2 separate regions of the Rattus norvegicus genome follow, and region 2 is linked to region 1. The links are chromatin contacts, called in public Hi-C maps. All regions are on one chromosome and are shown on one strand. Each heading gives the region's core, a stretch centred on a gene start, on an enhancer-like site or on the middle of the called end of the contact. The rest is flanking DNA. Distances are from core to core; before and after follow the strand shown.

What was found. A called contact is a pair of places that touch in the nucleus more often than the background predicts.
Region 2: a contact with region 1 is called in a Hi-C map of liver, with 4 times the contacts expected there. The contact joins the promoter of Gtf3a here to the promoter of Urad in region 1. A contact is called at or near these places in 8 of 12 Hi-C or Micro-C datasets (the A7r5 cell line, the Rat2 cell line, Schwann cells and 5 more).

What each region holds. Positions count from the first base shown.
Region 1 is chr12:12,740,881-12,748,589 of GRCr8, reverse strand. It overlaps Urad (ureidoimidazoline (2-oxo-4-hydroxy-4-carboxy-5-) decarboxylase), which reads right to left and starts at 3,202. Exons shown (of 2, transcript NM_001398881.1): 1 at 2,941-3,202. The coding sequence starts at 3,115.
Region 2 is chr12:13,253,907-13,261,615 of GRCr8, reverse strand. It overlaps Gtf3a (general transcription factor III A), which reads left to right and starts at 3,029. Exons shown (of 9, transcript NM_001113570.1): 1 at 3,029-3,381; 2 at 4,940-5,040; 3 at 6,631-6,727; 4 at 7,287-7,375. The coding sequence starts at 3,187.

The DNA.
Region 1 (7,709 bases), core at 1,953-4,452:
GCACCCCACACACATAGATGAGGTTTCACTGTGTAGAGCCCTGGCTGTCCTGGAACTCAGTCTGCAAAACAGGTTGGTCTCAAACTCACTCGGTAGACCATACTTTGAACTCACTAGAGACCAGCCTATGTGTGCACCCCACACACATAGATGAGGTTTCACTGTGTAGAGCCCTGGCTGTCCTGGAACTCAGTCTGCAAAACAGGTTGGTCTCAAACTCAGAGATCCCACCTGCCTCTGTCTCCCAAATGTATACCACCACTACCCATTAAGGATTCATCGTTTTAAAAATGACCCTTCAAATACATTGAGGTCTCCTCCCGCTCTTCCTCCTTCCCCTTCTCCCCCCTCCTCCCCCTTCTTCTCCCCTCCTCCTCCTTCCCCCTCCTCCTCCTTGCCCCCTCCTCCCCCCTTCAAAAGAAATATATCACCTCCAAAAGAGGGCTTGTTTTCCTTTCGCCCAGTGTTTGCCTTTCTAGGTACCAAGGGGCAGTTACAAGTCAAACCTGGTGTTTGACACTCTGTTTAGAAACGGTGGTGCTCGGGCGCCCCCTGCTGGCGTAATCACCATAAAGCAGGGCTAGGCTAGAAGGGGTCACCGTATAGGTGGCGGCCTCCTCCTCCCCTCCCCCTCCCCCCCTCCGCTAGAAACATTGTGTGAAAGACTGAATACAGCTCAGTGGCAGTGCCCAGCATAAGCAAGATCTTGAGTTGATTGCAGGCAAACACACACACGTCATATAACCAAAACCTCATTAAAGTCTTCATTCCCTTTGCTATCAGATGTGGGGGTTTGAACGAGAATGTTCCCTGTAGACTTATGCGTTGACTACTAGCTTCCCAGTTGCTGGCACTTATTTGAAAAGGTTTAGCCCAATGGTTCTCAACCTTCCTAACGCTGCAATCCTTTAAAGCAGTTCCTCAGGTCGTGGCGGCCCCCAGCCAGAACATTGTTTTGTAGCTGCTTCATAGCTAGAATTTGCTACTGTTAGGAATCACGTAAGTAGGTAATATGCAGATCTCTGACACGTGCCCCCCCATGGGGGTCATGACCCTCAGGTTGAGAAGACACTTGTTTAGGAGCCATGGCCCAGGTAGAGAGAGTATGTCACTGGGGGCCAGAGAGTTTAAAAACAGATTATTTTCAGTGTCCCCCTCCTCTGCTTTGTGCTTGTGATTCAAGATGTAAGCTCTTAGCCTGCTGCTTCAAGAGCCTCGCCTTCTGCTTCCCTGCCGTGTGGACACATCTCCCTGCATCGGTCTGTCCAAATAAACTCATTTCTCTATCAGATGCCTCAGTCAAGGTTTTACCCCAGCGACAGAAAGCAAATGGATACAGGCTGTCATGGGCCTTTTCTTTTTCCAGCTCACTTGTGGGCCTCAGGCTGTAAAGCCAGAGTCACCTGGTGAATTCACCTGGCCAGGGTGTTTTGTGAGTCACAGGTGAGGGAGACTCTCTGACATTTACCTTGCCTCGTCAGTTCTGCCCCATTGGAGAAACTCAGCAGTGGGCGACTGTCACGATGTGCCCCACACTTCTGTCAATTTTTTTAAAAGATTTATTCATTTATTATATATAAGTACACTGTAGCTGTCTTCAGATACATCAGAAGAGGGCATCAGATCTCTTTATAGATGGTTGTGAGCCACCATGTGGTTGCTGGGAATTGAACTCAGGACCTCTGGAAGAGCAGTCAGTGCTCTAACCACTGAGCCATCTCTCCAGCCCCCACTTCTGTCAATTTGATGTTGGTACAGTTGCTTATTTGCCGAGACTGTCACTGTAGATGTCCTCAAACAACTCATAAGGATCTTTCTATTTTAGCCTCCTGAGCACAGGCGAGGCCACTATGCTGGGCTTTGGTTTCACACACACGCACACACTTAAAATTCATATGTTTGAGTGTTTTGGTTGCATGTATGTCTATGCCCCACATGTGTCCTTGGTGTTTAGGGGCGGGTCATAGCGCGAGCTCAGATCCTGGAGTTGGAGGCCTTTCTTTGTTGAGTATCTATGTGGGTGCTTAAAATTGATCTCTGGTCCTCTGGAAGGGCAGCCAGTGCTCCTAACTGTTGAGCCACCTCCTCAGTCCTCAGTTTGATTTCATAACCTTGCCCTCTGGTCTTCTTAGGTAAGTCCTCATAGGAGGACATCCAGAAGCCACAAGATGTCATCATAGCCATATTGAACACAGCTGTGAGTGCCTGCTCTGTCAGGAGACCACAGGTCCTGCTTAAAGTCAAGTCTCAAGGATAGGGGACCCCCTGCCCCTGTCTTTGTTCCCCAAGGGCATGTCAGACTTATTCTCTGAAGCCAGAGTAGGCTTTGAGCAGGGACTGTGTACCTTTGGACCTCTGGCCTCTGTGCCACCCAGTATAAACTTCTGCCTCCTCTTCGCCCCACGGACCAATACGCCTCAGTTCTCGCTCATTCTCCCCAGAAAACATCGCTTTGCTTCAACGTTTCTTCTTTCTGCGAAGAGTCTTGGGATCTTTCCTTGTCTGGTCCAAACTGCTGCCCCCCCCCCCTTTTGATAAAAACCATTCAGGGTCTCCATTCCTCTCTGGGGTGCTGGGATATTCTCACTACCCTCTTTCATCTAGAGCATTGCCAAAGTGGACCTTTAGCTTCTGACTCACCAAGGCCTTCGCCCCGTTCCTGTGACCTCCAGTAGCCCTGGCTGTCCTGGAACTCGCTCTAGATCAGGCTGGACTCCAACTCAGAGACTGCAATGCACACACACACACACCCCCCGCCTCCACTGCCGTCGACCATCTTATCTTGTCCCTCACATTCTTGTGTCCACCTTCAAGAGCCCAGCAGTTGAAAGGATATCTCCTGACCCTTCCAAAAACCCAGTAGATAATTGAGTAAGTCAGCTAACGTAATCTAAAATACTTTTACATACCCTATTGGAAACGACTTCATGCACATCTTACCTGATTTTGGGAGAGCATCGATAAAAGCAAAAAAGTGATTTTCTAAGTCTTCCAAGCCAGAGAAAGGACGGTGGGACCAGACGGCAGCTGCGACCAGAGGACATCTTTCAACGACGTTCCTAAACACACTCACAAATTCAGTGAAGTCCAAGGAGTTGACCTTCTTCATGTCCATGTCTGACACCTGGACTGGAGGCACTGTTTGCCCTGCCTGGGGGGAGTCTGCAGGAGCGACGCTAACTCCTCCTCATGGGTTGTATTTGCTGAAGACACAGCTGACCTTGTGCAAGGGCAGCTGACTCTGGTTTAAATACCTCTGGGAGGAGCTTATCCAGAATGTTCCTGCAGCGAGTAAACACAGGTTTAAGTGTTTTGGGGGTTGTAGGGGGTAATACGCTGGAGACAGAATCCAGGGTCTCACGTGTGCTGAAGAAGCACCCAATCACTGAGCTATATCCCACCTGGGCTTATGGTTGCGATCAAGAGAGCAGAGACTTCTGCAGAACGAACGTCTCCACCAGAGGCACTGCTCTAGTAAGAGCCAGCTATGGCCATATTTAATGAGACAGCCACTTGGTGTCACCGACATCTTATCTTGTGAACATGACTGTTATGTCTTGCTTGTAATCTGTGTACCACACGCAGACCTGAGGCCCGCAGAGGCTGGAAGAGGTTTGGGCTACGTTGGAGTTACAGGTAGTCGAGAGTTACCATGCAGATGCTGGGAATAGAACCAGACTCTATTCAGTTGCTCCTGGGGAAGTTTTCCTGGTAATCCAGACAGGTTACAGGGCCACCTATTTGGAAGTTGATTTCTCATCTGTCGTTGGCCGTGCCTCTAGAGCATAGGTCCCATGTTTTTTTTTTTTTTGTTTTTTTTTTTTGGTTTTTTTTTTGAAGATTTATTTATTTTTGTATACAATTACACACACAGATCCCATTACAGATGGTTGTGAGCCATCATGTGGTTGCTGGGATTTGAACTCAGGACCTCTGGAAGAGCAGTCAGTGCTCTTAATCCCTGAGCCATCTCTCCAGCCCAGGTCCCATGTTTTAATCTTTCTTTGAACCCTAAATGCTTAACACAACGTACACTTAGTGTAAACGAGGCCAGGAGAGGTGCCTCTGGTGGAATGTGCTATCTTCTTTTGTTTAAAAAAAAAAAAAAAAGGTGTATTGTGTATGTGTACACACCTGAGGGTAGGTGCCCAAGAAGAGAGAGTCAATCTACCTCGAGGTTCTCATCCTTGACTTCTTCTTCAACAACAGCCTAGAAGTTATAAGCTGAAATAAACCTTTTCCTCCCCTAGAATGGGTTTGGTGAGTGATTTAGCACTGCAGCAGAGTTCAGCTAAGGCTGTTACTGGTGGTGTTCTTCACGAGGAACCGCCTAGAAAAGATTAGAAAGACCAGGGCAAGAGGGTAGAGTAGGGGGAGGTGTCACAAAGAAAGGCACCCACTGCCCTAGGAAGGAGAGGGGCTCTGATCTCAGGAGTTGGTGTGGGACTAGGACCAAGCATGGAAAACCCTCGTCACCGTGAGTCCAGAAACGATCGCACTCTGGATAAATTATCTCCAAAAGAGGGCTTGTTTTCCTTTCGCCCAGTGTTTGCCTTTCTAGGTACCAAGGGGCAGTAAGTAACAGGTCAAACCTGGTGTTTGACACTCTGTTTAGAAACGGTAGTCCTCGGGCGCCCCCTGCTGGTGCAATCAATATAAAGCACGGCTAGAAGGGGTCGCCCTAGTCCGCAGGCCACACCCTCCTCCTAAAGGATGTTAAAGAGGAGTGAAACCTTGTGAACTTTCACCTATTCACACTGGCATGTCAGCCGGTGGTATCTTTATACAGGTCTAGGCAACCATGTTGTTGAGATTAGATGGGTGAAACTTTCCTGTCTAGAAGGCACTCTCTAGCAGCAGGCATTCTGGTCCTCTCGGCCACCCCCCCAACCCCCCATTAACGTATTTATTATTTTTTAATAATTTATTCTTTTATATGCACTGGTGTTTTGCCTCATGTAGGTATGTTACAGACAGGAGGTTTTTTTTTTTTTGTTTTGTTTTTTTTTTGGCTCTTTTTTTTTGTTTCGGAGCTGGGGACCGAACCCAGGGCCTTGCGCTTCCTAGGCAAGCGCTCTACCACTGAGCTAAATCCCCAACCCCTGTTACAGACAGTTTTAATTATTCACTTTATATCCGCATCGCATCCCCCCTCCCTCCTCCCTGTCCCCCTTCATATGGCCTGCCCCCATTCCTCCATCCCCACCCCCCACCCGGCTCTTAAAGTCTTTCCGTGCCTTGAGTGTAGGGATTGCACTGTAGAGGTTCCAGTTGGGGCTGGGCACACTACAGTCTCCTAGTCTCTGCATTTTGATTATGTGTAAAGGCAATCAAGGCCTGCTGAGAGAAAGAGAATCAGTACTCGATGGAGAGCCCCGTGATAGGTCTTCAGCATTCAGTGGAGAAGCCCCGTGTTAGGCTATTCAATCCCAAGTGGTCAGCCCTAAACACATGTTCATAAGAACAACACTAAATGGGTCAATTGGGTGTGTGCATGTGTGTGGTGTGTATGTGTGTATGTGTATGTGCGTATGTATGTGTATGTTTGTGCCTGTGTGTGTGGTGTGTCTGTGTGCGTGTGCATTTATGTATATGTGTGTATGTGTGTATGGTATGTGTGTATGTGTATGTGTATATGTGTATGTATGTGTATATGTGTATATGTGTGTTTATGTGTTTGTATGTATATGTATGTGTGTATGTGTATGTGTGTGTCTGTGTGTGTCTGTGTGTATGTGTGTGTGTGCATGTTTATGCATGTGTGTGTAAAACAATAACTATAGAAGATGTTAGTCATGAACTTGGTAGGCAGTAGAGTTAGAGGGGGAAGAGAGAGAGGAGTAGATTTGAAATTTTTTTTCTCTTTTTTTTTTTTTTTTTCTTTTTTTCGGAGCTGGGGACCGAACCCAGGGCCTTGCGCTTGCTAGGCAAGCGCTCTACCACTGAGCTAAATCCCTAACCCCAGATTTGAAATTTCTTAAAAATATTTTTTAAAGGTAAATTATGGCAAGTAGTAATCTAGTTATGGCCCAGCAGGCTGCCTCTTGTGGTATATTCAATAAACCTTTCTTAAGAAAGAAAATAAGGGACAGGAACCGGATGTAGATCTCTCCTGAGAGGCACAGCCAGAATATGGCAAATACATAGGCGAATGCCAGCAGCAAACCACTGAACTGAGAACAGGACCCCTGTTGAAGGAATCAGAGAAAGGACTGAAAGAGCTTGAAGGGACTTGAGACCCCATATGAACAACAATGCCAACCAACCAGAGCTTCCAGGGACTAAGCCACTACCCAAAGACTATACATGGACTGACCCTGGGCTCCAACTGCATAGGTAGCAATGAATAGACTAGTAAGGGCACCAGTGGAAGGAGAAGCCCTTGGTCCTGCCAAGACTGAACCCCCAGTGAACGGGATTGTTGTGGGGAGGGTGGTAATGGGGAGAGGATGGGGAGGGGAACACCCATATTGAAGGGGGGGGTAGGGGTCAGGGGGATGTTGGCCTGGAAACCGGGAAAGGGAATAACATTTGAAATGTAAATAAGAAATACCCAATTTAATAAAAATGGAAAAAAATTTAAAAAAGATAGAAAACAAAACAAAAAGAAAGAAAGAAAGAAAGAAAGAAAGAAAGAAAGAAAGAAAAAATAAGGAAGCTGGAGAGATAGCTCAGTTGTTAAAAGCACTGACTGCTCTTCTAGAGGTCCTGAGTTCAATTCCCTAGTTCACAGCCATCTATAATGGGATCTGATGCCCTCTTCTGGTGTGTCCACAGTGTACTTATATATGATAAATAAATAAGTTTTTAAAGAAAGAAAAGAAGGGCTGGAGAGATGGATCAGTGGCTAAGATCACTGGCTGTTCTTCCAGAAGTCCTGAGTTCAATTCCCAGCAACCACATTGTGGTTCATAGCCATCTGTAATGGGATCTAATGACCTCTTCCTGTACGCAAGGTGTACTTGCAGATAGAGTACCCATATACATAAAAGGAAGGAAGGAAGGAAGGAAGGAAGGAAGGGAGGGAGGGAGGGAGAAAGAAAGAAAGAAAGAAAGAAAGAAAGAAAGAAAGAAAGGAAGGAAGAAAGAAAGGAAGGAAGAAAGGGAAAGCAAAAGAGAGGTCCCCTCAGGGACACAGCTTGACCCACACTAAAGTGAACAGGAGCATGTTTGGTGATCCTAACTTTAATTTTTTTCAATCCTCATTTTTGATGATGGTTCTTAAATGCGTTAACCTCCCGTTTAGCCCACCACCCACCAGAGGTAGTGGGAAAGAAAGGATACAGAGGGAGTGGACCTGTTTTGAAAGGCTCTTTAGAGCAACTCCCATCTGCGTTGTCTGGAAATCGGCTGTTCAGTTCACAGGCCAGCAGCTCAAACCACCTGAAAACACTCACGGATACACTAGCAATCCAATTCGGAAGAGCAGGGATAGCAAACAGGAATCAGCAGTGGTGGCACTACCTAGCAGAGACAGCAGGAGGTACCTGGAGGGACACCAGGTGAAGTGCCCTCTCTCAGCAAATCGAAGATCAGTGAAGACAAGAGACCAACAAGCACTGCACAGCTAGTTCTACAAGCAAGCCTAGCTCAGCCTCCATTACTGTCAGTCGAGTTCTATTTATACATCCTCCAAACATCGTGTCCTCCACTGGTCTTACCTCAGCATCGGTCACAGGTCTTGCCTCAGCACGTGCTCTGCCTCAGCT
Region 2 (7,709 bases), core at 1,780-4,279, 510 kb before region 1:
CCGCCCTCTTCTGGCACACATGATGCCCAGATACACAGAACCAGCAATAGTCGACTGAATTCTGTGTCAGTCTCCCCTGGTCCCAGAAAGCCCCTCTTGCTCTCCTGTGTGAGAGCTCAGTGCCACCTGATCCCGAGTTATTTCGGGAAGCACAAAACTTTGGACCTTCATGTTCGTTGTGCTAAGTAGCAAATTCCCTAAGTTCCTTACTTGGTGGTCTAAACCAACACACATTTTTTTTTTTTTTGCTGTTGCTATGCAACATGCATTTAATTTTTGAATTTGGCTTGGTATTTTGTTTTTGAGACGGGGGTCTCTTTCTGTAGCTTTGGCTATCCTGTAGCTTGCTATGTAGACCAGGCTGGCCTCAAACTTAGAGATCCACCTGTCTCCACCTTCCAAGTGCTAGGATTAAAGGCATTCATCACCACACCCAGCCCCACAACCGGCAGTTTTTAATCACACAATTTCTGTAGGTCAGGAGTCTGGGCACAGCTCATCTGGGGTCTCTGCCAGGCTGCAATGGAGAAATGGGCCAGTGTGGTGGTAAATCTCCAACCCCAGGAAGCCCATGCAAAAACACACAACTCACTTACAATATTTATAAGCTGCACGCCTAGACTGGGCAGATTTACCACTACTCTACTCTTTTCCCCAGCTATGAGATTCCCTTGCTACTCGTGGCTTCTCCGGGCCACGTGGTTTTGTTCATCTTCCTCCATCTTCTTCCCCTCTCTCCCTCTCTTCCCCCCACTTTCTAAAACCTCCAGCCCCACCTTTCCCTTCCACAGCCCAATCACAGGCTCTAGCCTTTATTTGACCAGTTAGAATGGGGAGAAGAAGGTTCACCTGAAGCCGCTCTTGAGGAAGCAGAGTTAACATTAGAATGCAAAGGCCCTAGGGCAATCCACCACAGGCCAGGGTTAGAGTTTTCCTGAAGGACTGACTGAGACAAGATCCTTTAGGGCTTTAGGGTCTGGGGTCTTACCTGGCTGCTGGCCAGAGGTCACCTTAGTCCTTTACCACATAGACTTCCCCAACACAGGAACTTCCAAAGTGTTCACTGCCAAGAATTTCACTGAAGGCAAGAAAGATGTCATGTGAACCACTTCACATAGGGCTAAGTAATTAAAACACAGCAGCTCACCTGAAGTGATCATTTCATACCACTGTGGGCCACAGACATTCTAATAGTTATTCAAAGAAAACATGGATTTCACAGAAATTAATTAATTGACTCAGGTCAATTAGGAGATAGGATGCCAAGTCAGGTCACAGAACCCCCGAAGCCCACGCCTCTGACTCACAGCAGGGTAGCTGAATCACCAGTACACCGGGTCATTTATATAACGTCTCCTTTCCAAGCTACCCTCTCGAGACCAGACACCTGACTTTGCTGATGACAACAGCCCCGTTGTATACATTCAGTATTTCAGAATTTTCTCTCCAATCCACTCTATTACCACTCCTCCTTTAGTATCATATTTTCCCTCTCCCGCGCTGGCTCAAAAAAGTGATCACTATGACTCTTTCTAGTCATAGACAATGTTAGAGCTGGTAGGACCTGCTTCTGAAAGGGACTTCTTCCTCAATTATGGGCTGTGGTGTGCTGAAAGGGTAAGGGTTTTCGATATGTGCCATCTGATGACATCACAGATGTCAGCTGAATTGGAAGGTCTTGGTGGAATAAACAGGAGACAGGGTTTCTTTGTGTAGCCTTGGATGTCCTGGAATTCATTCTGTAGACCAAGCTGGCTTTGAATTCAGAGATTCACCTGTTTCTGCCTCCATTGTGGGATTAAAGCTAGTTCTGTCTGGGTTCATCTTTAGCTTTGACACTTAAGACTCACAATCCTCCTCCCCATCCCCCAACCCAACCCCCAACCCTGGGATTGGTATGTTTGGGTCTGGAAAGAGCCTGAATCCTAGCTGAGCCAAATATTGTCTAACCAAGGTTATTAACTAAGAGGAGAAAAAAATTATGTAAAGTCCAGGCTGCTTGACTGAGACCAAAGTCCTTGGAAAACAAGAGTCACAGGGGAAGGACCTCAGAATCTTCTAGAAGCTGATGTTCAGAGAAAAGGAGAAACAGAAGACTGGAGCTGGAAAAGAGTGTCCGCTGATGGAGTAGAGCGGACAAGAAAGCGAGAAAGGGAAGAGGGACCGGAAAGAAGAAAGAGACAGTCAGCAATCTGCACATGCGCATGGGGCATAAGCATGCGAACCCAACAACAATGACCTGTCAACAAGTGCTGAGACCCCTGTAGCCCTCTGTTCAGTCCTTTTTCATTTGAATTGCTTTGACGCGAGGGAATTAAGTACATTCAAACCTTCTGCAGTAAAGATATCCATTAGCCAAAAAAGCTTAAAGATTTCCCATGGTTATCTTCATCCACTAACAGTAAGACCGGTTCAGCCCTTCATAGATGCACAGCACTTTTTTTTTCTTTTCTTTTTTTCCGGAGCTGGGGACCGAACCCAGGGCCTTACGCTTGCTAGGCAAGCGCTCTACCATTGAGCTAAATCCCCAACCCCTGCACACCACTTTTTAAGGAAGGATTCACAGAGGTTATTTTTCAGTCTCTGCCATTATGGAGGTTAAATCAGGCTGAGGGAAAAGTGGAAATCCCACAGCTAAAAATACCCCCAAACACTAAGGACTCAGTGACACAAAGAGAAAGTTGACAAAACAACAACCAACACAACTGACGTCAGAAATTAAGGTTTAATTGGTCCGGGTTAAGTTCTGGGCTTTGGAATTTTGAAAAATTTCCACGTGACTCGAAGGAGCAGACAAGCTTGGGTTCCACTACGTTCTGAGGCTTGTGTCAGGATGCAGAGGGCAAAACTGGAATGTGAAGAACAGGCCACCTTAAGTCATGTCGGGTTAATATTTGGGACGTTTAAGCAGCGCTTCCTGTTTCCCTAAGACACGAACCAGGAGACCAGAGCCTGGCTGCCCGGCTCAGTCGAAGAGTCCTTGATGCGCATGTGCGGCCAGGCTACGCGACCGAGCCTCTCAGGGCATGCGCAATCCTGGCGCATGGGGTTTAATGGGCGGGACCTGGCGCCTTTGCGGGCCGCGTTCCCGGAAGTGTCGGGTCTCTGGGCGCCGGTAGCTTGTGTCCCGCGTTCCGGGGACAGCACGTGGCTGCCCCGCCTCGGCCCGGGCGCAGTTGCGTCGCCCTGGAGCCGCGGGTCTCGGTCGCGGAAGCGGTGTCGTCCCTGACCATCGCGGACGCGTTCGTTCGGGCCTGTGTGGGCCCCGCCCCGCCGCGCCCCGCGCTCCCCAGCAGGTTCATCTGCTCCTTTCCTGACTGCAGCGCTAGTTACAACAAAGCCTGGAAGCTAGACGCGCACCTCTGCAAGCACACGGGGGAGGTAACCTGGCCGCGGGTGTGCATGGTGGAGCCTGGCGCAGAGGTTGGGTCCTGGACTTGGCCGGGGCAGGTGCTCAGCAAAGACTGAGGTCTAGGACGTCAGGGTTTCTTGCAAGCAACAAGTGTGCACCCTTTCAATTGCAGGCGGGCTTTGGTCAAGTACCAAGGCTATGTGGGTTAGAGTGAACAGGAAAAGCCTTCCTGTTTGGCCCTTTCCCCTGGCTCCTCTATTTTGTTTTATGCACCTTGGTTTCTTTCTCTTGGCAGACTTGCCAACCCACTGTCATCATAACATCTTTGTGACTTTACCCCCGTTTCTCCTTGAACATTCTCTTCCTACATTTTGGCCTTTCTTTGTCCCTGTGTCCGAGTTAGAGCTTGCATTTTAGACCAGAATGCTGTTCTTTGGTTGGACAATTAAAGTTACGGTTTGTCATCATTATCATTATTGAGACAGGGTTTCTCTGTGTAGCCCTGGCTGTTCTGGAACTCACTTTGTAGGCCGGACTGGTCTCCAACTCAAGAGGTCCGCTTGTCTCTGCCTCCTAAGTGCTAGTATTTAAGGCGTGCACCACCACACCTGGCTTTGAAGTTGTGTTTATTGTTCCAGATTGGACAATAATTTGACTAGTACGGGTCCTACTGTAGGACTGGATCTGAACAAGGTTCTTTGACTTTATGCTGAGCAGTGCGGCTCACTTACGTCTTCCTGTCCACTGGCAGTCTAGTACTGTGATGAAAGTCTTGGATCTCAGAGTATTCCCATAGTTAGGAAATATCCAATTGGATGTTGGGATATGCTGTAGCTTTACTGTGGGTTTCATGACAGCATCCCCTCCCCCACATCTGGGAGCCAAATTGGAGATCGCAGTTAGGGCTGGGAGATGTTTCCTTCGTTTACCTTTGCACCTATGAGCTTTTTCAGCTGTGACACATTTTCCTGTCTTTGTGCCTGATCTCTCTTACTGTAGACACAGAGGTCACCTGTGATGAGACACAGCCTGCTCCTTCTTCTGCCTCTCCTCCTTGGTGGTAAAATGGTATTATGGCAGAGAGATGCGCAGACAGGCTATCTGGGCTCATGTCAAATCAAACTTGAGAAGGGGTCTCCTGGGGAAGCCTGTGTCCCAAAGGAGCAAGCTAACCTACCTGCCTGTCAGATGCTGTCCATCCACAGAACAATAATAATCTGTGTGCTATGGTGACTCGTGAAAAGATGGGGCGTTTTTTGATGTGGAACTCGGTGCAGCAGAATTAAGTCCTGCCCAAGTGCGGCAGGCATCTTTCTGAATGGACACGTCCCTGGAAGGAAGTGTCTGGTGTTGCCTGCCACAAATCAGACTTTTAACAACATAGAGCTGATGAGATGGCTCAGTGGGGAGGGACCAGACCTGAGGACCTTAACTGGATTCCTGGAACCCAAAGTGTAGAAGGAAAGAACTCCAGGAAGCTGTCCTCTGACCTCCACAAGAATGCAGTGGTACAAACATGTCCCCCTCCCCACAGAAATAACTTTAAAAAAGTAAACACTTCCTTTCCTCCCCTTTTCTTTCTGCTAGAGGCCGTTCGTTTGTGACTATGAGGGCTGTGGCAAAGCCTTCATCAGGGACTACCATCTGAGTCGACACATCCTGATTCACACCGGAGAAAAGCCATTTGTGTGAGTAGGGGCTGACTGGCCACGGGAGTAGGTTGTGTCGTGTAGCCCCGGCAGGATGATGGCTGATTCTTAGGAGGAAGGACAGAGGGTGGGCTGGTGAGATGGCTTAGCGGGTAAAAGTACTTGCCACCACGCTTGACAGCCTGCGTTTGATCTTCAAAAGTGTTGTCTGTGGCTCAGACTGGCTCTCTCTTGTCACAGGCAGGTGACTTTATGACAGTGGTCATATCCCTTACTGTGTCATCGAGTGGCCTCTGCTGTTCTCTTACCTTCCCCTTTATGCTTGGCTCCCAGACATGACACTGGTGTGGCTTTGCTTAGCAACAATACTTCTTGTCCCTACCCTTGCCCCTGCCTCTGCCCCTGCCGTTTGGTGCCTGCCAGAACTTGTGACCCTGTTCTGCCCTGGGCTTGTGTTTACATGCCTGTGTTAGATGCTTACGCATTGGCTTGTGTCCTGACTGGAATTCAGAAGTGGAGTTGAAAGGTGTGGGGTACTCCAGGCTCCTTAGGGATCTGGGCTCCAAATTGGTCTCTGGGTCCCATTCTCATCTTAGGGCTTCAACCCTGTTTAGGGTCTTGCTGTGTCAAGGAGGGCAAGAGATGTGTTGTGTGCATTTTTTTTTTTTTTTTTTTTTTGGTTCTTTTTTTCGGAGCTGGGGACCGAACCCAGGGCCTTGCGCTTCCTAGGCAAGCACTCTACCACTGAGCTAAATCCCCAACCCGTGTTGTGTGCATTTTAGGCACCATGAGGCCACCTCTGTTTGCAGGGGCAGAGGTACATAGCAGCTCTCCCATGTGCTCTGGGGTCTCTGCACGCCGTCTTCCCATTGTGCCTTCGCATCTCTGGACCCCTTTGCCCAGGTGCACGGTGTGTAAGGAGAGTCTTCTCATGCAATGAGAAGACCCGGTTGGTTGCCCAGGGCCATGACATCTTCACAAGGGGCAAAACTCTTTCAAGGCCAAGGTTCTAACTCAAGTGGAACGAACTGGAGTGGTCTGTTGACATCCAAGAGGGGACAAGTGGCTCATGATCCTGTGCCAAGTACATGTTGTACGGGTGATGACAGAACTGGAGTCAGGCTCTCAGTTGAAAATGCAGCTTATGATGACATTTCTCACAAAAGGAAGGTTATTAGATTCTAACTTAAAGGAGCCCGAGCAATCTTCAGGCCTCTGAGGCCAGGGTTCCCCTCCCTTTGCCAGTGTATGGGGGCGGCTGGCTAGCCCAGTACGCTTTTGCCCAGTGTAGAAGCAAAGCATCCATTGTAGACTCCATCCAAGCAGGCCTGTGTGACATGCTTTGGTGCTTGGGACTATCAGTTTTGGTGGTGTCGTCTGCTCCCCACCCCCATTATACACATGTTCATGTGTGTCATTTGTGCCCTGTACTTGTGGAGACCAGAAGAGGGCATCAGGTCCCCTGGAACTGGAGTTAGATGGTTACAGGTCACCATGTGGGTGCCCAGAACTCTGGTGCCCAGGCCCTTTCCAAGAACAGCCAGGGTGTTAGCCATCGAGCCATCTCTCCAGCCCCCTAATGTCTCTCCCCACGGTGTGTTATGTATTGCTTCATATACTCTCTTGCAGTTGTGCAGATAATGGCTGTAATCAGAAATTCAGCACAAAGTCAAACTTGAAGAAACACATTGAACGCAAACATGAAAATCCACAAAAACAGTATGTGGTGAGTATGGCTTGATGTGTTTCAGCTTTCTGTTTTTACATTCACTACCAAAGTGAGTTTTATCTTGCTGGATATATAAGACAAGCATTGGCTGTCCTCATTGTTCAAGTTGTCACTTTGCAAACTGACTTGGGGCACATTCACGTGACTTGTTGGTGACCACCCCAGCACAAGCTTTTCTGAATGTTGCTGCTCTTTAAGCTTCTTGGGATGAAGCATTTTCACGGAGACTAAGTGGATGAAAGTTTATATTCCCTGAGATACTTCAATCCAGAGACTTTATTGTTTGATTTTAAAAAGGTTTATACTTTATGTGCAAGTGTTTGCCTGCATATGTGTCTGTATACCATATGCATGTTTGGTGCCTGTGGAGGTCAGAAGAGGGTGTCAGGTCCTGTGGAACTGGAGTTAGAGAAGGTTGTGAGCCACCACATGGATGCTGCACAAGAGAAGCCAGTGTTCCTAACCACTGAGCCATCTCTCCAGCCCTCGAAAGGACTTCAGCAACTGTTGATCCTCTCCTGTACTAAACCATGCATTTATTTTTTTTTTTTAACAGTGCAATTTTGAAGGTTGCAAGAAGGCCTTTAAGAAGCACCAGCAGCTGAGAACCCATCAGTGCCAGCACACAAATGAGCCACTCTTCAGGTCGGTGCTTTGCCAGCACTCTAGAATTCAGAGTGGAAAGTAGAGATCAGGATCCCCGGGGAGGCGCTTGTGTGTGCCCACGGGGACTTGAAAAGTTCCATTGTTTCTCTAACATCCATTTTGCATGTGTGGGAGTCAGCTGTGCGAGCCTGTAGTCGTGGTTAAGCTTGAAGGGAGGTGAGGAGCTGCCGGTTCAGGTTTATGGCACGAAGTCATTGGGACTTTTATTTTCTTACTGTAGAACAGAAGTAATGGGCCTGAGGGATTCCTGAGCACTCACAAGGACAGGGTGGGGGTGGGGCTGCCTGCCTGCTGGGCAGTGTCTCCCTGCACA